Linked DNA regions of Mus musculus: all the other regions are linked to region 1. Evidence: chromatin contacts called from public HiChIP or PLAC-seq and promoter capture Hi-C data. All regions are on one chromosome and are shown on one strand. Each heading gives the region's core, a stretch centred on a gene start, on an enhancer-like site or on the middle of the called end of the contact. The rest is flanking DNA. Distances are from core to core; before and after follow the strand shown. Region 1 holds the start of Coq5 (coenzyme Q5 methyltransferase). Region 2 overlaps Pxn (paxillin). Region 3 holds the start of 1500011B03Rik (RIKEN cDNA 1500011B03 gene).

Region 1 (3,445 bases), core at 167-2,666:
CTTAGTGAAATGCTATCTCAACATAAAAGATAAGAGCTGGCAAGGTGGCTCAGTAGATCACAGTGCTTTAGTTGTAAGCCTGAGGATGTGAGTTCAATTCCCAGGGCCATGGAGAACTGACCCCTGAAAGTCATCTCCTGACCTCCACACATGGATCTTGGCATGTGCACGCCTACGTGTGAGAACACGCGTGCATGCACACACACACATCAAAAAGACACAATTTATTTAATTATTATTTATTTATTTTAAAATTAAATATACTACCAGTTGGTGGTGGCACACACCTTTGATCCCAGCAGTTGGGAGGCAGAGGCAGGCAGATTTCTGAGTTCCAGGTCAGCCTGGCCTACAGAGCAAGTTCCAGGACAGCCAAGGCTACACAGAGAAACCCTGTCTCATAAAACAAACAAACCAAAATTAAATACATTTAAAAGGCACTCGGGTAGAGTTTAGTGTCACAGCACTGTTCAAGTGTGCACTAGAACCTGCACACCATTCCAGATGCCACTAAAACGATGTGGGAGGAGTTCAGGCTTGTGCTGTCTGACTTAACCAGGCATGTTATGAGTTCAAGTACACTCTGGACTAGGTAAACTAGTTCCAGCTTTAAAAAATATATATATTCACATGAGGCACACACAGGGGGGTTGACTCATCAGTTATAATGCTTGTCACCAGCACCCAAATCCTTATGCTCATTCACCTAAAACTACAGTTTTAAGATATCTGACATCTCTGGGTTCCACAGGCAGCTGCACTCACGTTCACATACATCCACAGACACACAAGTGTATATACTTTACTTTAGATGTATGTTTGTATGTGTACATATATGTATACACACACATATGTATACACACACATATACATACATACACATATATGTATGTGTGTATATACATATACATATATACACATATATGTATGTGTGTATATACATATACATATATACACATATATGTGTATACATATATATATATTTTTTTTTCAAATCATGTAATTTTGATCTTTAACTTACAACATGCCTCAATTTCACCCAGTTCCTGCACCAGAAAACAAAAGTTGCAGGGCATGAGGGAGCACACTCCAGCACTTGGGTGGATTTCTGCGAGTTCCGGGCCAGCCTGGTCTATTCAGTTGTCTTTTCCATAGTAGTCTTTAGTCCTAGCTAACAGGATGGAAATATGGCCGCTGAAATATAATTAGGGCCTCTGTCTGAATTCTGCTTATTCCTGCTAAACTCTAGATTCAGTCAGGGAACACAGGAAAGGCTTTCAGGTTTCCAAATCCTAAACCAGGAGGACTCCTTAAAAAAACAGGCGTTTGGGGGTGCGTTCCACTAATGTGTCTCCTGTCGGCCGCCGTCACCCGGCTGGTGACGCAACCCGACGTTCTCCCCGCCCCGCGGTCGCCGGGGTGTCACGATGGCGGCGCCCAGGTGCTGCGTTCTATGGCGCGTCTGCGGCCGCGGGTGGTGGCGAGCCACGGGACACTGCAGGCTCCCCGGGTGTCATAGATCCTGGCCATGGGCCACGCTGGGAACGCGGTCCTTGTCCCAGGAGAAGCGAGCCGCGGAAACGCACTTCGGGTTTGAGACCGTGTCGGAAGGGGAGAAAGGAAGCAAAGGTGACAGAGGGCGCGAGGGTGGATGGAGGGACCTGTCGGGCTCCTGTTCGGGTTCCTTTTCTCACTGAGGGTTGATTGGATGCCCTGTCGGCCCCGGAGCTGTGTTCCTTACTGTCCTGACTTCCCAGACCCAGCTTCCCTTTCGGGGACTCATTTGCTGTCACTGCCACTGCAGCCATTTGAGACGCTGCCCCCGGCGACGCGCCCCCTTTTGTCAGGGTCTCTCTGTGTCACCTTGACTGCCCTGGAGCTGTCCAGGATGGCCTCGAACTCACAGAGATGCACCTGCCTGTGCCTCTGCCTCTGGAGCGCTGCCATTAAAGGCTGTGCGCCACCAAACCCGGCTTTTCCCTCTTTGAAGCACAGCATGACCCTTTACGCTCGTCAACTGCGAGATTGTCCTATACGTATGCCAGGTGCCGTGTACAGATTTTCCCCCCACCCATTTCTCACTTCAGTTTCCCACTAGTGACTGTTGTTACTACTTTTCTGAGGGAATATAGGGTTAAGGTTAAGCTTGCACTATTTAAAATGGTAGCCAGGAGCTGGGACTGTGGCACAATTGGTCGAGTGCTGCTGGCCTGTCACTTCCTGCGGCTCAGTTTCATCCCCAGCACCTCATAATTTGTGTGGTGGTGTAAACTGTGTTCCCAGCACTTGGCAGGTGTGTGGGGGAAGGTTACAAGTACAAGGTAATTCTCTTACTGTACTGTGAATTTGAAGCCAGCCTCAGACAGAGAGATACTGCCTCCACAAAGATAAGTATAAACTTGTAAGTTAGAAGAGTAACTACTTGTCTAACACAGAATTTACATCCTTATTTTCTTACTAAAGAAAGACACTAAAAAAAGAAAAAAAAAAAAAAAAAAAAAGCCGAGCACTTGGGAGGCAGAGGCAGGCGGATTTCTGAGTTTGAAGCCAGCCTGGTCTACAAAGTGAGTTCCAGGACAGCCAGAGCTACACGAGAAACCCTGTCTCAAAAAACCAAAACCAAACCAAAAAAAAAAAAAAAAAGACGCTATCCCCTCCTTTTAAAAACACACGCTCACACATAGTTCAGGGCCATCCTTGCCTACATAGAGAGTTCCAGGACAATCAGAGTTACACTATGAAACCCTGTCTCCAAGAAAAATAAAACATCAGAACTGTCTGACACATACAGTGCCATGCATTCAGGAGGCCTGGGGTAGGATCACAAGTTCAAAACCTTTCCTAAAAAACAAAACCAAAAAACAACAAACAAACTAAACAACGAAAACAACTGCTTAGCAGCTACAAGCACTTCAGTCCTAGCATTCACATGATTGTTCACAATTGTCTATAACAGCAAGACGTTTGACTCCTTTAGGGTAGAGTCACTCTTGCACAGGGATCGCCTAAGACCATCAGAAAATCCAGTTATTTACATTATGACTCACAACAGCAGCAAAACTACTGTTATGTACTTATGAATTAGCAATGAAAATAATTTTGTGATTGTGGGTCCCCACAACATGAAGAACTGAACTAAAGGGTCAGCATTTAGAGGTTGAGAACCACAGACTGTAACCTGTTCCAAGGAATCCGAAGGCCTCTTCTGGCCTCCATGGGCACACATGTGGCACCCAGACATACATGCAGGCAAATACTCAACACGCATAAAATAAAAATTAATATATTTTTAAAAGTCCAACAGATGGGATTTCACTAACATTTTTACAGTTCTTAATTTTGGTTTAAAATTTTAAATCCTAAGAAAAATTACAGTTTTGAGGGGAATCATATTGTTTTATTTTTGTTTTAAAATGTAACAGGAGTGATGTGAACACTTTTTCCC
Region 2 (3,992 bases), core at 1,492-3,991, 260 kb after region 1:
TCCTGTCTTTCTCTCTCAGCAGGACAGAGTAAGGTATCCATCTCTAAGAGATTAATTCTCCAAGAGGGGACAGTTGTTGAGGGTACAGAGCCCAGTTTGTGAGGGAAACTCCCTCTAGAAGGTTGAATTCCTACAGAGTGTTGAGGCCTTAGGTCCCTAGGCATGGTAGGGGCAGAGATCTGGCTTAACTGTATTGGCTGGCCACAGCCACCTTCCCCGAGGATAGACAGTTACCAGGATAAATATACCCGGCTTTCCATTCCTGGGGAGTTACTCACTGAGTCGAAGCACCCCACTGTGGGTTAGGTTACCTCTGCTCTAACTGCTCTCGGGCTCTGGCGGCTTGAGGGGACAGGGACTGGGCAGAAGCCATGGGAGGGGGAGGGGCGGGTCTGCCTCTTGTTCCTTCCTCTTTCCAAATGGAGAAGTCTCACCCAAGGGGTGGGAGGTGAACCATCCCCAGCTCCTCCAGCTGTTTACATAGCTCCTCCCTTGGTCAGGCTGAGCCCACCCAGTGTGTACATCCCTCTGTCTGAGCAGCTGTAAGGGCCCTTAGGCTACTACCTGGGCTACCCGGGTGACCAGCGGGGGACTGAAACCCCTTTTTGGGCACAAAAGGGTAGACAAGCTGTTTAAGCATCCCCTGGATCCGGACGGCAGGTACTTATGAGCTTATCAGCTCTCTGCTTCACCATGGAGCTGTGGACAGTGGGCCCTGGTGTGGTAAGGGCCCAGGCAGGGCAGCCCATAGCTGGGAAAGGATGAGAAAGGTGGCTCAGAGCTTGCAGTAGTTCTAGCCGTGGGTTCAGAAATAGCGATCTGATGGTGAGGTCAGGTTTCTTCAGAGGAACAGAACGTATCCAGTGGATATATGAACACTCACATATTCAATATATATGATATATAAGTATACTTATATATTTATACTTATTAGAGTGACTAACAGATGTAGACCTGCTAGTCCACCAATGGCTCTCCACCATCAAAAGGTCTAAGAATCCAGAAGTTGCTTAGTCCACAAGGTTGGCCCTCTCAGCTGGTCTTAGGTATACACCAGTGTGGCGGTCCCTGCCAACCCTAGGCAGGCAGAGAAACTGTCCTAACTGTTCTATAGCTTAAGGGCCCAGGGGAGAATCTGGTGTGGTCTAGGTCATGGGAGAGGCCACCAAATTACAAAGTACACGCACGTGACATCTCTCCTAGGGATGGGCTTGATTGACTGAGAAACCGTGTTCAAGATAAAGGTCTAGGGAGGAAGAGTCTGGGATAGGCATAATGGTCTAGGGGCCTGGGGTATGTGCTGGCCCCACAGATCACCAGGATATTAACCACACCCACTCTCAGCCTTCTGGGTGGAAGACAGGTACACATCCCTTCCCTTAAAGAGACAAACCTGTGTGCTTGTCATCCCTGGTTTCCCTGATTCTTATCTGTGAGCACAAGGGCCTTGTGTCCTCTACACACCAGAATCCCCAAGAAGTAGGCTCTAAGGAATGGACTTGCCAGAGGGAGAGGGAGAGGGAGAGGGAGAGAGAGAGAGAGAGAGAGAGAGAGAGAGAGAGAGAGAGAGAGAGAGAGAGAAAGAGAAAACGAACTTCCTTCTTCCATGTCCTTTATGTCCTTTATGTAGGCTGTGAGCAGATGGTTCAGTCCGGGTTCAGGGTGGATCTTCCCAACCCAGATCAGAATGAGGGACTGGAGAGATGGCTCAGTGGCTAAGAGCACTTCCAGAGCCCACTAGTTCAAAATTTTAAAAACAAACAAACAAAAGTCCAGATTAAAACTGGGTTTCAGGCTGGAGAGATGGCTCAGTGGTTAAGAGCACCGACTGCTCTTCCGAAGGTCCAGAGTTCAAATCCCAGCAACCACATGGTGGCTCACAACCATCCGTAATGAGATCTGATACCCTCTTTTGGTGTGTCTGAAGACAGCTACAGTGTACTTAGATATAATAATTAATAAATCTTTAAAAAAAACAACTGGGTTTCACTGGGCATGGTGGTACACGCCTTTAATCCCAGCACTTGGGAGGCAGAGGCAGGTGGATTTCTGAGTTCAAGCCCAGCCTGGTCTATAAAATGAGTTCTAGGACAGCCAGGGCTACACAGAGAAACCTTGTCTCGAAAAACCAAAAAAAAACCAAAAAACCAAACCAAAACCAAAGCACTGGGTTTCCCACTTCAACCACGTAGTTGAGGGAAAATTCCTCACAGGTGTTCCCCTGCCTGGGTTTTAGTTAATTCCAGTCAAGGACAACCAAGAACAACCGGGTCTCCCTCCAAGGCCTTGTTTTGGGTAGAATGATGCCCTGTCTGCCATCCCAGCACTGGGTATGACATTTCTTTGTCCTTAGAGTTGTGGGTCCTCTAGTACAGAGCTCCTGCCTGTTCAGCACCTCCCACATGCTAACTGTGCCGTGATTTGATCCCGGTGCCCAGTAGGCACTTGATGCCCGTTTTCTTGTTTGATCTGAACCCTAAGCTTAAAATGATGACATTCCTGGAAACGTGGGGCAGGCAAGACAGCTGAGGCACAGGCCCCTATCCAGGCAGTTCATCCAGAGAGCAGACAGCCTGTCTGCAAATCCCCAAGTGCAGGCTGTAACATCCAGCCACCTGAGGAATGGCTGGGGCCCCAGCTCCGGCCGCAGAACCTGAACCACCTTGGGTTGGACCTGGAGCTCACCGCTCTTGGCACCTGTCCAGCGCCAGGACTCTGCCTTTTGACAGATTGTATCACATGCCTAAGATGTGGCTGGGGACAGCTAGAACAAAGGGGCACCGCTTGGGAAAGAGCTCTGCATGGGCATAGGGTGGGAAGGCTTCGCCGATTCTCCCCTTGGCTGTCCTTTCAGTGGGGGTTGGGATGGGTGGAAGGGAGTTCCGGGGTGCTTACTATCAAGTCTTGACAGCCCAAGTCCAGTCCCTGGGCGCCATATGGTACAGGGAGGGAACTGACTCCCCGAACGTTGTCTTCTGGCCTCGACATGTGGGTGCCCTTCCTCCTCCAGTAATGGGACAGTCCTGCCATTGAGTGCTGGGCTCCAGTGCAGGTTCCTGGCTTGAAGGTGGTATTGCCTCAAGCTGTAGCCCGAGCAAGGTACAGCTATAAAATGGGGTGCCTGTGCCCTGCATTTGCAGAAGAGATAGTGGAAGCTGACTGAATGTGTCCCTCTGGGTCTGTGGAGCTTGAACTTCATGCTACCCTTAGATTGCACCTCCAGATGTCCCAATTTGCATGCCCAGGGTCTTGGCACTCAGGCTGGTTTCCGTGCCAGCTCTGTGCCGCCGGCTCTAGCTTCTCTGAGACTGAAACTTCCCACTGTGCCTGGGGACTCCCTAGTCTTTCCCTAGCTCAGCAAGAAAATTCTGCGGTTGCACGAGGTTACCCCTGGTAGCAGGAAGGTGATAGACCAACGGCTCCCTCTGGTGGTGAGCAGCGGAAGGCCCGCACGCTTACTCAACAGTACACAGCACTGTGAGTTTTGCCATCCATACCCAGGGCTGCACAGACCTGCCCTCCCGCCCCCCCCCCCCCGTGATTTTTGCTTTCCCCCTCTAGTGGATTCAAGCTTTTGGTTCGGACTTTAGTTGAAATGGTGTCAAGCCTGGACCCAACAATTTAGTGGGGTGATGCTGATGCACTCTGAGGTGCCCCAGCTCTGGGCCCTTTAGTCTGTGAGAAGAAGGACACAGGTGGTGATGGATCTTTGTCTGACCTCTGTATGTACTAAAGGATGGGGCCATTGAGGCGTGAGGTGAAGGAGTTTCTAACACCCCTTGTATATTTAGAGCTAGTGAAAGGTTGTAGCCACGGCTGAAGCCTGGGGAAGCCTGGCAGGTAGGGAGGCTGCTTTGTGAAGCCTCATCCTGGCTGTGTTTACTGAAGCCAGGGGAGGAGTTTGCTGGGTTTTGGGGGCTTTAGCCTTTAACAGCGGCCGATGGGACCGCTAGGCTAGGTGTCTACAGCACAGGACCCAGAGCCTCAGAGGC
Region 3 (3,574 bases), core at 111-2,610, 470 kb before region 1:
AACAGAGGAGCTCACACACCCCCAGGACTCCAGGTTCTCGCTTCAGCAGGTGCGCCAGACAGCACACAGGGGTGCAAGCGCTGGCTCCCAAGCCTAGAACTGACCCCAGGAAAAGCAGCTTCCTGAGGACCAGATGTAGACACTCGACTCGCCAGCAAGAAGGACGCCAAAACAGGATTCTTCTGCATACATTTATTGGGAGAGCTTGATAGTGAAAGCGAAAGACCCCGAGGCCAAAAACCAGTGCTGCTTATATAGGCCTAGGATAGGCATGTCTACACCAGATTGGTTATGCTTTCAGTACCTCATTTACATGCTTCGGGTCAGGCAGTGACTAGGCTAAAAGAAAACTCTACTGCACATGGGCACATTGGTTGTTTACCCATATTCATGGGTAAACATATTCATAAACAAAATCACTCCCACCCATTCCTTAAAGTGAGAAAATGCAGAGGTAAGCCAAGAGGTAAAGCCTCCAAGGGTCACTAGTTCCACTCTGGTTCAATTAAGGTTCAGGATCTGTATCTGCAGCTCCGTGTGCAACCTGTCCAGCTCCTGCGACCAGTTCCCCTTCAGATAATTCGATAAATCTGTACGTTTAATAAAAGAATATTAACATACCTAATGGGAGTAATGCACATATGCAGGGTTGATGCCACACAACTCATTTGTAGGACATCCATCATCTGTTCCATGTTATGTTGTAAAACATCCACTCTTTGATTCACTAACAATAACCCTGAGGCGATATGAGAATCACCACTTGTAGAGGCCCAACTCGCCAGCAAGAAGAACAACACAACAGGATTCTTCTGCACACATTTATTGGGAGAGCTTGATAGTAAAAGCGAAAGACCCCAGGCCAAAAACCAGTGCTGCTTATATAGGCCTAGGATAGGCGTGTCTACACCAGATTGGTTATGCTTTCAGTACCTCATTTACATGCCTCAGGCCAGGCAGTGACTTGGCTGAAAGAAAACTCTACTGCACATGGGCACATTGTTTACCCATATTCATAGGTGTCGGCTTATTGAAATCAGCGCCATCTTGTAATGGCGTTTATTGGCTTCCCACAACCAGAGGCTAGGCCGGCCTGCGCCCCGCACAAGCTCCCCACGCCCGGATCCGGCTGCAAACGCGCACCCTCCCCACCGCACCGCTTACCCAGGCTCTGCCTCCGCAACACCGCGTAGGGCTGGCTTTGCTCCGGCGGCACCCCCGGGCTCGGGGCCTCGGCTCGCCCTAGCAGGAGGCTGCAGAGCATGGGCAACAGCCGCATCCATCCTGAGCGCAGCATCACTGAAACCCGCACTGCACGGAGCGCGGGGACGCCGCTTCCGCCTTAAGCCCCGCCCCTAGACGTTGCCGTTTTTCCGAGGTCCGCCCACTCCGCTCGCGCAGTTGCCACGGAAACAGGGCGGGTGGGGGGGCGAGGGGAGGAGCCATCCCGACCAACTTCGGGGGTGGGGTGGTGAATTATGGTTCTGCGCAGAGGGTTCCAAAGCTGTGGCAAGCGCTCGCGTCGGGCTTCCCCGTGGAAGGCTTTGCTTTACACATTCATACATTCATACATTTTCGTATTAGTCAATGCAGTCCGAAGAAAGAGACACCGTAATCTCATTTTTGAAAACTGTAAGTTATTTTAAACAATATTTTCTTAAATGCTTTATTTATTATTATATATAAGCACACTGTAGCCATCTTCAGACACACCAGAAGACGGCGTCAGAAATCACTACAGATGGTTGTGAGCCACCATGTGGTTGCTGGGATTTGAACTCAGGTCCTACAGAAGAGCAGTCAGTGCTCTTACCTGCTGAGCCATCTCTCCAGCCTGAAAAGTGTAAGTTTTATGTATGTATTTTGCTTCCTTTTGAGAAAGGGTTTCTCTGTGTAGCCCTGCCTGTTGGAACTCACTCTGTAGACCGGGCTGACCCAGAACTCAGAAATCCTGCCTGCCTCTGCCTCTCAAGTGCCCCAAATTCATACAGATCTGCCTGCCTCTGCCTCCCGAGTGCTGGGATTAAAGGCATGCACTAACATGCCTAGCCTATACAATCATTTTTAAGGTTTAGTTTATGTACATGAGTGCTTTGCTTGCATGTGTGTGTGCACTGCATGGGTGCCTGGAGCTGGTGAAGGCTAGAAGTAGTGTGTGTTCCTCTGGAACGGGAGTTACAGATAATTGTGAACCTCCGTGTAAGTGCTGGGAACTGAACCCAGGTCCTCTGGAAGAGCAGTAAATGCTCTTAACCGCTGACCATCTCGTAGCCCCTTTTATACAATCTTAAAATCATACTGGCTGATCTCACTCTTGCTATGATGGTGACATAACGTAAAATTAATCATTTTAGCTACTTTTTTTTTTTTTTAGTTTTATAGCAAGACAGGGTTTCTCTATATGGCTCTGGCTGTCCTGGAACTCACTTTGTAGACCAGGCTGGCCTTGAACTCAGAAATCCTTAGCTACTTTTTAATACAATTCAGCTGTATTAGGCTAAATATAAACCAACACATATAGACCATTTCCAGAACCTTCTCATCATCTCAAACAGAAACTCCAAGCCCATTAGACCATAACACAACTATCTCCCCTGTCCCCATCACCTAGTGACCCATTTTATTTCTGGCCCCTGCATACTTATCTATTCCATATCAATAGGTCATTATCATATAAGTGGGATGTACATTTGCCTATTTGGGTTTTTTTGGTTTGGTTTGGTTTGGTTTTGGTTTTTCAAGACAAGGTTTCTCTGTGTAGCCCTTGGTTGTCCTGGAACTCACTCTGTAGACCAGACTGGCCTCGAACTCAGAAATCCACCTGCCTCTGCCTCCCGAATGCTGGGATTAAAGGCGTGTGCCACCACGCCCGGCTCTGCCTATTTGTTGAATAACTATTTTCGTGTTTTCTAAGCTAAACGGCATTGAAGATTGAGTAGACACAGAAGCAGATGAGACTATAATGTCACCAAAATCTTGGCATCCGGATTGGCCTCTTCAGGAGCTACATATTCACCTTCCGGAGGTTGGAACTTTATCTCAGATGAAGAGGTGCAAGATGGGTCGAGTGTGTAGGACCAGAAGGCAAATAGGAGAATTAAAGCCATCTGTGGCTAACGTAGCCATGAAATTATGGCGAGTGATTTGTTGCAGCAATGGAAAATACAGATTAACATTCCTTTCATCTCAGAAACAATCCAGAAAATAAACACTTCTGAGAATAATACTAGAAGGTATTTTCAAGTACAGCCATAATGTCATATATAAGCAGGACACAACAGCTGTTGGACTTTCAAAGACACCAACTGCCTTAACTTTAAAATGGTTACATGACAAACGTGCATGGGTGGAACATTGGCCTTTGATATCAGAACACTTAGAGGCACTAGGACAGCTGCTGCAGAAGCAGCAAAACGTTCAACACAGGGGACAACCAATCAGTCTTTGGCGTTCTCCTATATTTGTCACTAAGAAGAAACCTGGAAAATGGGGACTATTAACAGATTTGAGAGCTGTAAATAAGGTGATTGAGCCAATGGGCTCTTTATAGCCTGGAATTCCCTTGCCTTCATCA

Evidence for each region. Promoter capture Hi-C pulls out the DNA fragments that hold promoters and counts their contacts. HiChIP or PLAC-seq counts read pairs in DNA pulled down with a chosen protein or histone mark.
Region 2: an HNF4G HiChIP or PLAC-seq map of pancreatic cancer cells shows a contact between it and region 1. The contact joins the enhancer-like site here to the promoter of Coq5 in region 1. A contact is called at or near these places in 4 of 39 promoter capture datasets (cranial neural crest, embryonic stem cells, liver and 1 more), 2 of 115 datasets of contacts at active chromatin or transcription factors (embryonic stem cells and pancreatic cancer cells) and 3 of 9 other capture datasets (adipose tissue, liver and pancreatic islet).
Region 3: a promoter capture Hi-C map of pre-B cells shows a contact between it and region 1, with 2.6 times the contacts expected there. The contact joins the promoter of 1500011B03Rik here to the promoter of Coq5 in region 1. A contact is called at or near these places in 4 of 39 promoter capture datasets (liver, neutrophils and pre-B cells), 1 of 484 Hi-C or Micro-C datasets (embryonic stem cells), 2 of 115 datasets of contacts at active chromatin or transcription factors (large pre-B cells and pro-B cells) and 1 of 9 other capture datasets (liver).

What each region holds. Positions count from the first base shown.
Region 1 is chr5:115,278,286-115,281,730 of GRCm38.p6, forward strand. It overlaps Coq5 (coenzyme Q5 methyltransferase), which reads left to right and starts at 1,417. Exons shown (of 7, transcript NM_026504.2): 1 at 1,417-1,629. The coding sequence starts at 1,428.
Region 2 is chr5:115,535,455-115,539,446 of GRCm38.p6, forward strand. The region is part of intron 1 of Pxn (paxillin); the gene reads left to right. Among named protein-coding and RNA genes, the nearest start is that of Rplp0, 22 kb to the right of the region's middle. Within about 2 kb of position 2,742, at least 78 of the 459 cell types and tissues checked have an H3K27ac peak or open chromatin away from gene starts, as enhancers often do. A contact at or near this core is called in neural stem cells and pancreatic cancer cells, where this site is marked.
Region 3 is chr5:114,812,616-114,816,189 of GRCm38.p6, forward strand. It overlaps 1500011B03Rik (RIKEN cDNA 1500011B03 gene), which reads right to left and starts at 1,361. Exons shown (of 2, transcript NR_027817.1): 1 at 1,165-1,361.